2 separate regions of the Gossypium hirsutum genome follow, and region 1 is linked to region 2. A link is a contact called in public Hi-C data. All regions are on one chromosome and are shown on one strand. The core of a region is the stretch at or near the end of the contact, and the rest is flanking DNA. Distances in the headings are between cores, read along the strand shown.

Evidence for each region. A called contact is a pair of places that touch in the nucleus more often than the background predicts.
Region 1: a Hi-C map of leaf shows a contact between it and region 2, with 3 times the contacts expected there. The contact joins the promoter of LOC121203633 here to the promoter of LOC107948228 in region 2. A contact is called at or near these places in 10 of 34 Hi-C or Micro-C datasets (callus, hypocotyl and leaf).

The regions. Positions count from the first base shown.
Region 1 is chrA04:22,254,691-22,260,848 of Gossypium_hirsutum_v2.1, forward strand. LOC121203633 reads left to right here and starts at 4,224. Exons shown (of 6, transcript XM_041111364.1): 1 at 4,224-4,484; 2 at 4,582-4,632; 3 at 5,618-5,669; 4 at 5,744-5,802; 5 at 5,955-6,000. The coding sequence starts at 4,359.
Region 2 is chrA04:21,689,509-21,695,933 of Gossypium_hirsutum_v2.1, forward strand. It overlaps LOC107948228 (54S ribosomal protein L17, mitochondrial), which reads right to left and starts at 4,832. Exons shown (of 9, transcript XM_041111035.1): 1 at 4,653-4,832; 2 at 4,220-4,320; 3 at 2,543-2,636; 4 at 1,419-1,581; 5 at 1,110-1,175; 6 at 610-684; 7 at 1-96. The coding sequence starts at 1,564.

The DNA.
Region 1 (6,158 bases), core at 2,974-5,473, 560 kb after region 2:
ATTGTAGTTTAACATGGGGAATGATGTGTTCTCTTTTGGTGACTTGAATGTATATGGAAGTTGAGTTCTTCAAATAATGAGTTTGAGAGCTTAGATGGAGGTAATAAAGGGAAAGCTGGTGGTTTTTATGGTGTTGAAGATTGGGGTGAACCTGGTGGCATTGATCCCTTGCCTTCTGATTATGGATTAGGCTCAGAAGTTGCAGTGGGCAAGCACTAGGCTTAAAGGCAATTAGGATTTTATTAATGTGACAGCCCTAAACTGACCCTAGTCGGAAAGTGGTTTCGGGACCACGAAACCGAGTCCTATAAGAAATTAAAAGATATATTCCGTGTTTATAATGTGAGTAAATGCATGTGTGAAAGTTTCATGCATTAATTTGATTATTTTTATGTGAATTTAGTTAAAAAGGACTTATGTGAAAAATATTAAAATTGTGGTAGGTTGAAGTGTAGTGGTCAAATATTGCATGGCTTAAAATATGGGGATTTGCATGTCAAATTCCCCATTTTTATGTAAGTGGCCGGCCATGATGATGGTTGAATAGCCATATATGCATTATATATTATATTATAATAGTTAATGGTTTAAATTTTAAAATAAAAAAAGGGGAAGCCATACATCCTTGCCTTGTGCTTGCCAAATGTTGAGAAAGAAAGAAGAAATATAATTATTAAATGATATTTGGCCACTACATAGGTAAGTGGACGGTAATGGACCACCATTTAAAAGGTTTTGATATTAAATTACAAAGATTAATTTAGTAATTGGCTTATTAAAATGAAATATAATAGAAGATGGTGATAAAAACAAAGTTACATCCATCCTTTCTTGCATTTTTGCCGAAAACCATAAAGAAAAGAAAATGGAAATGAAGCTAGGGCATTCGGCTATGGTGAATGTATAGATTAAGCTCAAGAGCTTAGAGGACCAAAGTTGGATAAGGGAAGGGAAAAAGTGATCGAATAGCCGCTGAAATCGTTCGACCACATCCGAGGTAAGTTTTAAGTGACTAAATGTTGAGTAAATTCAACTATAATAGGATATAATGAGTTGATTTAATAAGATATGATGTGGCCATGATATGTCTTAAACTCAAATGGTAAGTTCCTAAGTGTTTGGACTTGGAAATTTAAGAGCAAATTATAATAATTTGCTCAGGACAGCCGCAGTAACGTGATTTTAGAAAATCACTATAAATGTTTGGTGTGGAATTATAGGCTGAATAAAATATACAATCAAAGCTTAATTAGTCTAGTTTCTTATAAAAGAGACCGTGTAAGCAAAGGAATTTCCTATAAAGAGATATTTAAAGTTGTGTGAGACGGTGTCAGAATGACTCCGAAATCCCCTGTTCTGTTTTAAGAAAATCACTATAATTTGTACAAAAATGGTTACAAGATAAAATTTATATGCTTAGACTCCTTAATGAGTCTAGTTTCAAATGAAATCAAATAGAACATACTTTGAATTCTGTACAATGAGAATTTTGATTCGTAGTGAAGACTGGTCAGATTAGTCAAACAGTGAAACAGGGGAAACTTTAAGAAAAATCTGGTATTGATTGGCCAAACCTAAAATTCTGAAAATTTTATGGATGAAAGATATGCGAGTCTATATTCAGGGAAAATTAACGGCAAGTGATTTGGAGTCTTGTAGCTCCGGTTATAAATAATTTAGTGACCATTGCTCAGGAAAATAGCTCGTAGTGAATATGTGATTTTGTTGTAAACATGGATAAAACTTGTTTTAGTTGCTCATAAGCTATTGATTAAACCCATACTTGAATTCTAAATCGTGATATTGTAAGTTTATGAGTATTCGAATATGAAATGATAGTATGGCGTAAAATTGAATTATTCATTGGAAAGTGATGGATGTAGATTCGGCCAAGACCAAGTCTGTACATGATAGTATATGTGGTATGTGAAGTATATTTGAATAAATGTGAAAGTGTATATATGTGATAAGACCTAATGGCCGATGTGATGAATGTGAAAGTGTATATATGTGATAAGGCCGAATGGCCAATGTGATGAATGTGAAAGTGTATATATATGTGATAAGGCCTAATGGCCGATGTGATGAATGTGAAAGTGTATATATGTGATAAGGCCTAATAGCCGATGTGATGAATGTGAAAGTGTATATATGTGATAAGGCCTAATGGCCGATGTGATGAATGTGAAAGTGTATATATGTGATAAGGCCTAATAGCCGATGGGATGAATGTGAAAGTGTATATATGTGATAAGGCCTAATGGCCGATGTGATGAATGTGAAAGTGTATATATGTGATAAGGCCTAATAGCCGATGCGATGAATGTGAAAGTGTATATATGTGATAAGGCCTAATGGCCGATGTGATGAATGTGAAAGTGTATATATGTGATAGGGCCGAGTGGCCAACGTGATGGATGTGAAAGTGTATAAATGTGATAAGTCCCGAAGGGCATTTATGTCAGTACTATATCCGGGTTAAAACCCCGCAGGCTTTATGCGAGAATATTATCACTGATTAATGTCCGTAGGCTTCGTGCTCGTACTATATCCGAGCTCTAAAGACCCGATGACTACGTGTGGAGATTTTGTCCAGGTAAGCCCCGAACTAAAGGTTTTGCTGAAGATTCAAGTAAAGCGTAAGATTATATAACTTCACAGTAACAATTGGTAATAAATACGTTCAACGCGTTAAGTTGGTCAGGTATGTATTTTGAGATTATATTTAAGTTTGATTTAGACTAAATCAAGAGGTCGTTATGTGATGCACATGTGAGTAAAGCAATAAGACTGTTCTATGATTATTGTGCATTTGGTCAATGTGGAAAGTCAAAAAAATATATATGTAATGTACCTATGATCATAAGAGGTCACTATCAAGTGAGAATTTATCTGCCTATTATATATGATGAGATGTGCATATTCGGTAAAGGGATGGTATGCCCGAAGGAAGAGTGAAATAAAAATACGAACAACTATGTTATAATTTGATTGTTATCTGTTGACACTGCTTAAAACTTACTAAGCATTATAATGCTTACTCCGTGTACTTTGTTTCCTCTGTTTTATAGATCTCATTTGGAAGCTACAGGTTCCGGGATCATCAGCAACTAGTCACACTATCACTATCCACTGTTTGGTACTGCTACGTTTTGGATTATCTTATGGCATGTATAGAATAGACTAGTAGTGAGAGGATATTTTGGTTAATGTATATAAGCTATGCGAAAATGGCATCTTTTGAATGTGTACTTATAGAAGTTTAAATTGTATCCCTAACTGTCTTTAGTACTTATCTAAAGGAATGTTCAAAAAAAAATAAAAAATTTACTGTTCTGATATGAGTTTCAAGACTGGTAATGCCCCTTTATCTATTCCGGCGACGGATACGGGATTGGGGTGTTACAATTAATGTGCATGTATAAGTTTTTTAGCTAATGTTTGGTTTGTCACTTTTTGCTGTGGCGATATGAAGCATGTGCATGATCATAAACATAGTCCAGCTTGGAGGATTTTTCATTTTCTGCTTAATATAATAGTTACTTCATTCATATGAAATCTTTATCTGTTTTCGCTGTGTAAAAATTCACTATTTTAACTCTTCTTTCTCCGTTTTTGAACTGCTTCATGTTACATAATTGTTGCCTGTTTAAAATTGGTTTTGATGTATATATATTAGTGTTGAACTGTGGGGTGGGTGGGTTTTTATATCATATTTTAAAGAGAAATAATTCATTTACTAAGTAATTTAATTTTTAATTTTTAAATAGAAGAGGTAAGTTAAAAAAAAATTATAAATTTGCTTAAACAAGATAAAAGAGGCAAGTTAATAATTTTTTTAAGTTTATAGTGTATTTGATATACTATATTTTTTTAAATTTATTTTGTGTAATAAAATATTTTTTTTAAAAAAAATAAGTCGAGTGAAGTTTAATTTGGGTTTAACATATATAATTTAAACTAAATTTAAAAATAAATTTATGTCATTTTTGAGTTAGACTGAGCCTATCAATCAGGCTTAACATTTTGGTCGGGCCTAACTCAGCCCATAAATGGATCTAATTGATGTTGATTCTTTTCTCTAGTACTTTCTCTAGTTTCTCCTCCAAAAATATATAGTAATTGAATAAATTTTTTTTCAAACTTCTAGCCCGATCCGATGACAAAGTAACTGGCCCAAGGAATCTAAATAAACACTTCTCTATGGAAAGAGGTTCGGCCCATATCTTGTCTTTAGATGCAACAAAAAGATCGAAAGAGTTCTGTTCTGTTGTGGGGTTCCTGAGTTTTGTGTTCGTTCGGAGAAATCAGATTGTGAGGAAAAAAGGAAAGAAAAGAGGTTTTGGGAGATTGGAAGAATGGGGACAAGAGAAGTATATGAGGAAAAGCTAAGGAATGGAAATCTGCACCACGATCCAACCATCAACCCTGGCTTAGGTTCCGCTCGTTGTCCTCGTTGCCTTTCTCTCTTACACCCTGATTCCGTAATCCCTTCATCTCTATTCTTCTTTTTTCTTTTTTTCTCAAGGTTTTAACTATTGAATTTTGTTTTTCTTTTATTAATTTGTAATTCTTTTGCAGGACAAAGCTGAATGGACAATTACTTCAGTTTTGGAGGATGCCACTGCAGTGGTCCGTTTCTTTTCTCCCTCTTTTGTTTTACTTGTTGGAAGAAACATAAATAATAACCCCCCAATGCTCTAATTTGTAGTTTAGGGCTACTTGCATGGTATAATTGGCCCTTTTGCTTACTAGAAGTTTCATGGTTTTTTTTATCTTCATCCTGGAAAGCTGTAAACTTTTAGATGAGTTTTCAAAACTATTATATCCTAGCTTAGACTAGTTACCAAGTTTTACCATGATTAACCTTTTATGTCTATTAGGAATATACAGTTTTACTGGCCTCAAATATATATATTCAATCTGGAGATTTCGTGTTTAAATCTTGAGGAGACAGATTTTGGGATTTGTGGGATGTGAGACTGCTACCTCCTCAAGGTGGAGCTCCAATGGTTTATTTTTCTTGGTAACAGAGAAAGAAAAAAAAGACAACTTTAGAATATGAATATATGTTTGTTGGATATATACATATAGTTGACACCCATTCCAATCCTTGTAACATAGGGTTTCTACTGTCAATGCAAGTAGAAACATGCCTTTTGAAGTTTGAAAAAAAAATTGTTTGCGTAACTGAATCATTAGATGCTATCTTCTGATATCATTATCAAATCAATGTATGTGATTTTGATATGTTCGAACACTTAAATAATGTTATTTGTACTGTTAAAGTATGTGCAGTAATTGAGAATTGTAGCACTAGCTCTTTTCAAGTTGTATGTTTCTCAGAGATAGTAAAAAACTACGGTTACTTTTAGTCTAGTCTATTAAGCTGCTTCTTGCTCTAATTCAGTGTGGAATCATTTGGCATTTAGATTCTTATGCCTTTCAAGAACAGCTCAGAGTATGGCAAGATCACCAAATTGAAATCTTGTCCAAAAAATTCACGTTTTGAATGAGATAGTATGGATCACAATCCTAAAGTTACCATAATTTTAAGTTAATGTGCCGAAAGATTGTTGATTATTACAACATTTGTTGCATTTTCTGTTTCAAATAGGCTGGCTCTGGTATCGGGGGAATGCTTAGTGCAGTACATGGCTTTAATACTGGTATTATTGGACTCCGTTTGTCTTCACTGACTTTTACTTTTGTGTGCACATCTCTTACGGTTTTTTATTTTCAGGGATCCCTTTCCTTCAGAATCACATCAAGGGACCTAAGTGGCTCCCTTTTGTAACTGGGGTATGCCATTTCTTTGTTCTAAATTGCATTTCCAATCCTTTCAATCTGCGACAAATCTCAAACATATTTTCCCCTTTTCATGGCTGGTAGAGAACTTTTATTTTTATCTTCTTAAAGCTCACTTAATTTAATTCTATGATCTTTTTTGACAGATTCCTCTGCTGTTAATGTTTTCTGGCGCCAGTGCAGCTTTTGGAGGTATAAGTTTGCTCTTTCACTCTAGTCGTAAAGTAGCTTATGTAGTTCTCAGTTTGGAAATAAAGCATGATCACATTTGTGCAAATTTTATCCTTCATTGAGCTGAATCTATTTGCTGCAGCTTTTAGTGGAAAGTGATGTGAGATATTTACAATGTA
Region 2 (6,425 bases), core at 3,582-6,081:
TCTGGAAAATGCCACACAGGTTTCCCGCTAGGAGCTGCATTACTGATACCATATAGAAGAAGATACAATCTTGTATCAAGTGCTCTCTGCAATGACCTTGACAAATACAAAGTTCAGAGCTTTCGCAATCAAAATATTGTACTAAACTACTAACAGTCGCTCAAATGTACTAACTTCACTTTTTATCCACACAAGGCCACAACCACCGAGAGGAAGAAAATTTTTTCTTAAGGATGATGTTTATTGTTCGTTCACAAACTCTTATGTAAAAATAAGGAGACAGATACTTTAACTAGAAGAGAAAAGCACTTTGAGATCCAATTCTGATCATTTCTTCCTATACACTATTAGTTCCTTATGACATATATCTGATCTCTATCAAACAAAGAATAGCCCATAGATAAAAGTGTTACACTGAACAATTAAAAATGCACCACTTTCTTTCCGTCATTCCTTTTTGTCAGCTTCTTAGAGATTATTAATGCAGATTTCATGCCAGTTATTCCCAAAAATTGTTAGTTCTTGACAACACATATTCGATCTCTTTCAAACAAAGAACGGTCTCCTGATAATTAAGTTCCAATGAGCAATATGAAATCTACAACTTACTTTCTGTCATTCATTTTGTCAGCTTCAGTGATCCTTGGAGCTGGAACATAGTCAATTTGGTAATCACCTTTTCCCCTGGTTATACAACAATTTCAGTACATTAGCTGAAAATTAAAATCATCTTTGTTGCACTTCACCTTTTTCTTAATGTGCAAATCTGAAGTCATGCATGCACTCATTGAAAGTGCAAAGCAAGGAGGAGCATAACATACATAATGTATCCAAACGAACAACCTTCATTGCTTTTGAGGCTGTTGTTTTTCAATTTAAAACAATTAAGCCTAAATTACTCTACATTGTTTTCCCCAAATCAGCTCTCCAGAGGAATCACGACTCTAAATCATTCATTTGGATAAATCAATTGCTTTCCTTTTTTTTTTTTTTCTTAATTGCTATGCATAAAATAAACAACTTTTATGCTTAGTCAGTAACCACTTAAGTTGGAAAGAAAGACCCAACATACAAATAAATGCCCCTAATATAACAAATTTACAACTTGCCTAGATTTAGACATGTCCAAGAAATCATCAGGATATTTGCGTCGATACTGCTGCCTCCATCGAAAGCTGCATAAAACAAAAGCAATTACATAAATAAATCCCAAGAGTTTCAGCTATTTCCATAAAACCCCAATTAGTAGCTGAAAACTTGAACTAAAAAAGCCAATAACTTTGTGCCATAAACCACTAATCATGCTGTTTTCAGCAAAATATTTTAGCTTTTTTTCTTCCTTTTTGCATCAATGAGCTAACCAATAGAAATCTAAGGTATCCTAGATCCCAGATTTTCTCACGAGAATGAAAACTTACGAAAACTCTTGAAAAGCATAAACCACAGGATCCAATTTGGGAATAATGGCAGGTAACCTCTCGAACAGTACCGACGCCACAATTTTCTTGGAGGTTGAGGAAAACCCACGCACCCCCATGAATGGCCGAACCAACGATCTGTGCATTCTCGACTTGAAAAAGCCTGCTTAAACCTAAATCCAGTGTGAAGGTATCGTAGTAATTTTTTTTTTTTTACTTTTCATTTAGGTATTTTTAATTTTTGTTTTACTTGAAAAACCCCAAACCCCAGCCCCCCAACCCATGCCTAAAGCCCACAAAACCCACACCCATGATTCAGTCTCCAAACCCATATACCCAGGCAGAAAAGCCCAAAAACTACCACGCCGCAAGACCCAACAAAATCCCAACCCCCAACAGTATTCTGCTAAGCAGAAATTACAAAACAAATAGACCATAACACAACCATCTTAAACAGAGGCAAACAAGCAATCCGAAAATATATAACATATACTAGACAATAAACAAACAAAAACAAGAACCAGACTGAGACCTGAAACTAAAATCCACTGAAATACAAGTAAAGAAGCATAGATCTGAAACTAAAAACAGAGATGAAAAGGCAAATGACAAAGTTGAAGTAAAGATTCATACCTGAAATCAGTCTCCTATGAAGCAGGGGATTTCAAAAATCACAAAGAACAGTTTAAGAATTTTAAATTATAATAAAAATAAAATCAGTTTCCCTTTATTGTTTACTGGTCATTTGGAGAGCTATATTAATGTACAGTTGGGTTTCATTTATAGTCATTTTAATGAAAAAAAACAATAAACAAAAATAACCTTATCTCTTTTATTTTTTAAAACAACTTTCAAAACTTCTTTTTATGTTTTACTTTCTCCCTTTTTTTATTTACTTTATCCTTACCCCATTCAACTAAAAGGGACTTCAACGACTACTTTCAAACTAGTTTTTCCTTCACTTGATGGATTTGACTTTCCCAACTTATTACTAACACACTCAATGAGGGGAATACACACGACCAAATAAACATTAACAGTCATGCACACAAGAAACAATAATCAAATAAAACAACACACATCAATGTTATTCCAAACAAAATCATGAGATTGTAGAGAGATACCTTGCGTCGATATGAATGGCCAAGTCAATCAAAGGACAGATTGAAGCCCCCCTTCAAACACTGTCGACATCCTCAAAAGAGAAACCTTCTTTTGCTACATTATTAACAATATCAAAGCAAAAGATGAGTACATTGGATTTTTTAAAAAATAAGCCACTATTACTAGTCAAATATGATAAAAGAAAACTCTCACTAGGGGTGAGCATTCGACCGAATTGAATCGAATGGAAAATTTTCGAGTTAATCAAGTTTTCAAATCCTATTTTATCATCCTAACTTGATTTGAAATTTTTACGAATCGAGTCAAGTGAGATGTTATTCAAATTGAATTGAATACAATTGTTCGAGTTAAATTAAAACAATGACTGATGTTATTTATTTTTATGTAATTTTTTAAAAAATATTTTTATTTAAAGTTTTTAAACATGATTATATGACGACTAGGAATTGGATCACTTGTCTACATGTTAAAAAGAACAAATTAACTAAAGACAGAGTCAAAAAGGACAAATTAAACCCTTATTTTACCAAAAAAAAAAGTCTGCATAGAAAAAAAATTCATTGTTAAAAACTCCATTATTCAGACCCCTAGAAAAAAAGAAAAGGATACAAGTCCATTTGATAAATGAAAAAATTACATATAAAGGAATGTAACAAAATAAAAAAATCATCACAGCACACAATTCTTCATGTCTAATAATTACTACATTATAGCAATAGATCTTACTTAGATTGAAGAAGCTTTATCAAACTACATAGTACAGACCATATATCTTAAATATTCAACATCAAGCAAGGAAATTACAAATTAGGCAAGGAGAACCCAATAATCTATGGAGATAGAAATATTCTAAAGCAGCAGATCAGGGTTCATTAACAATCTGACTTATCAAAGTTATCGTGCATAGAGACTTTTAATGATACTTGATCATGCACAAGCACATGCATGTAAATAAAAAAGGAATAAAACAATCTATGGTTTATTGAGATTACTGAAATCAAAGTTCATAAATGGTCAATCTTTATTTCAAATGATACTTGGTCAAGCACAAGCACAAGCACATGCATGCAAATAAAAACGGAATAAAAAAGGAACTCACTCTTGATGTTTACTTGTATAGAGACATATCAAAATTTGCAAAAGTATTGACAGATTAAACCATCTCGAGAAAAATCTTGAATATTCAAGCTTTTAATTGTGTATTTTTAGCATTTTCGCATCCCACCTGAGTATAGGGAAAACCAGTTTACTGAGTTTCTATTGACAAAATCTATGTTTCAGAAACTAAAATAATGTACCATGCAAAAGATGTATGCCTTGGTATTATTAGCCTTTTTGCTCAGAAAATTAATAATTTTTTTAATTCATGGAAATATCTACAAGTTAGAAAGAACAAATTAACTAAAGACAGAGTAAAAAAGAACAAATCAAGCCCTTCGGCCCCTGCCTGCATATTTCAATTTAATATTGAATTCGATTCCACTCGAAAAATTCGAAAAAAAATCGAATTTCAAATTATTTGAATTGAGTTAATAGAATCAACTCGATTTTTAATCCGAAACAGTCATATAAAAGCTAAATCATGCAATTTATCTTTAAGTACACATTTTAAATCGTTCAAGTTTTTTACTGGTTTAATAATATATTAGATCATATCCAATTAAGCAGGCTCTTACCGAAGAAAGTTGGTGATCCGATCAAGAGAGTAAAATGATCAGCTTCTAGTTTTGTTCGTTGAGTAATATCGTCGAGCACTTGGTGACCTGAAAAAAACGAACTGGAGAAAAAGAACTTAACAGAAAGGGCCTTGAATCCAAAATCAAATCGAATCGAAGGTTTTGAAAAAGGAGAAATAGAGGGGCGACTTAAAAGGGTTGACAGTTGGAGACAACCCTTGACGACATTTTGATGGCGATGAAAGCTCACGGCGGCTAGGGTTTCAAAACAAAAGAGAAGGCTCCTTCTCTTGGTTAGCTTTGCAGAAGGTTCAGTTTGACAGAGAAGTGAAAGATTTTGTTCATTTTTATTTACTTCACATTATGTTTTACCATAATATAAATAACTAAAATATAATCTAAATTAAACAAAAATAATTATTTTTAAATTTACCCTTTAATTTATCTTCATTTAAGTGAATAAAACGATAGAAAGGGAAAAGACCAAGATTTTAGAAGGTTCAGGAGCGGCCGAAATCTTGTAGTTTCTAATCAACGCGGTTCCAGTATGTGGGTATTATTTTCTTACTTTAACTTCATTGCCTTCATTTTTCTTTTTGGTAGATAAAAATTGAAAACAATTACAATATTATTCCAGTGTAAATATAAATAAACCGATCATCTAGCTGTAAATATTCCATGATCGCTTTTGGAGTTCCTAAACATTATCGGATCATAAAGGAAAATTTTTATCATTCCAGCCAACATATGTATAGTTATATTAACTTCCCTTGGAAATTGTTTTATTAATTTGTTTTTGTTAATGTTCTTGCCATTAATATTATCACCATTAATGTCTATCATTATTATTATTATTTTTGTGATTGGTAACTGTCCAACTTAATTTAAAAAATAAGCTTAAAATTTTATCTAAATCTAGCCTAAATTAAAAATGCTAAATTCGAATCTGACTTGGCATGTTCATATTAAATTTTTTAAATTATTTTTATATAAAAAATTTAAAATATATAATATATCAATAAATTATAGTTTAAAAAACATGTCAAATTCCGGGATAACATAATATGGTAATCAACACATCAGTATAATTTCTTCTAGATGTTATCGACATGTACCCAATGATCACATCAGTCTACTACATTAATTCATCTAAAAAGTGTTAAAACTTAGGTCATCGGGCTGGATCAAATTTGGGCTAGATCCATACAATGTATTTAGATCAATTTTTTAATTCAAGTCTAATCGGTCTAGAAAATGGGCTTACATTTTTATCCAAATCCGATTTGATTTAAAAAAGGTAAACTCGAACCGATCCGGCTTGCTCATATTTGATTATTTTAGATTAGTTTTTATTTAAAAATATTTTTTAAAATATATATAATATACTAAATGCACTAAAAATGCTAAAATAAATGTTTTGTAACTCATTAAAAAATATTTATATTTTAAAAATATTAACATAAATATAATAAATGTTTTATTGTATTAAAATTAGGATTAACAATACTCATCATGTATCTAAATCTCAGTTCTTGAACTATTCTAAATGAATGCTTGCCACACACAAGAAAAGTAGAAATAACTTGATGACACTCATCAGCATCAGCATCAAACTTATAGGTTTTTATAGATGAACCACCTCCTAAAGATGGTTGAGTGGCTATGGTGTATTGAATGAATGATGTCCTTATTAATTTTTTTCAAACAACTATTTAGATGACGTCTTAAATGAGAGGTTTCGCTAAAAAATTTAGAAAAAAAAATGATGTTGGAAAAATTGCATTTTATGGGAACTTTGAGGCATATTCTCAATAGGTAAAGGTGGAGAGTTGAATCATAAAATTATGGTTTCATATTTTACTCCATGAGACCTTTACAACGATACATCATATGCTCAAAATGGTTGAGTGGTGAATGAGAAATTAATGTTCAAAGTAAGCTATTTGGAAATATTTGTTGAAGAAAAGTAAAGGCTTGATCTCACATTAGTTAAATATCAAGTATGAGATGTGTTTATATATGGGAACCCTCTTAAAGGATGATTGAATGATTAAGCTTATAACCTTGCCTCGCACGTAAGGGGGTTGCAAGTCCAAACTAGTGGGGGTTGGAGTGCACCCACATGACGTGGGCGACTCGAAATGTTCGAACTAGCCTAAAGTGGGCCTACGGATATTTAGCCCAACACAAAATTATTTTTCTTAAG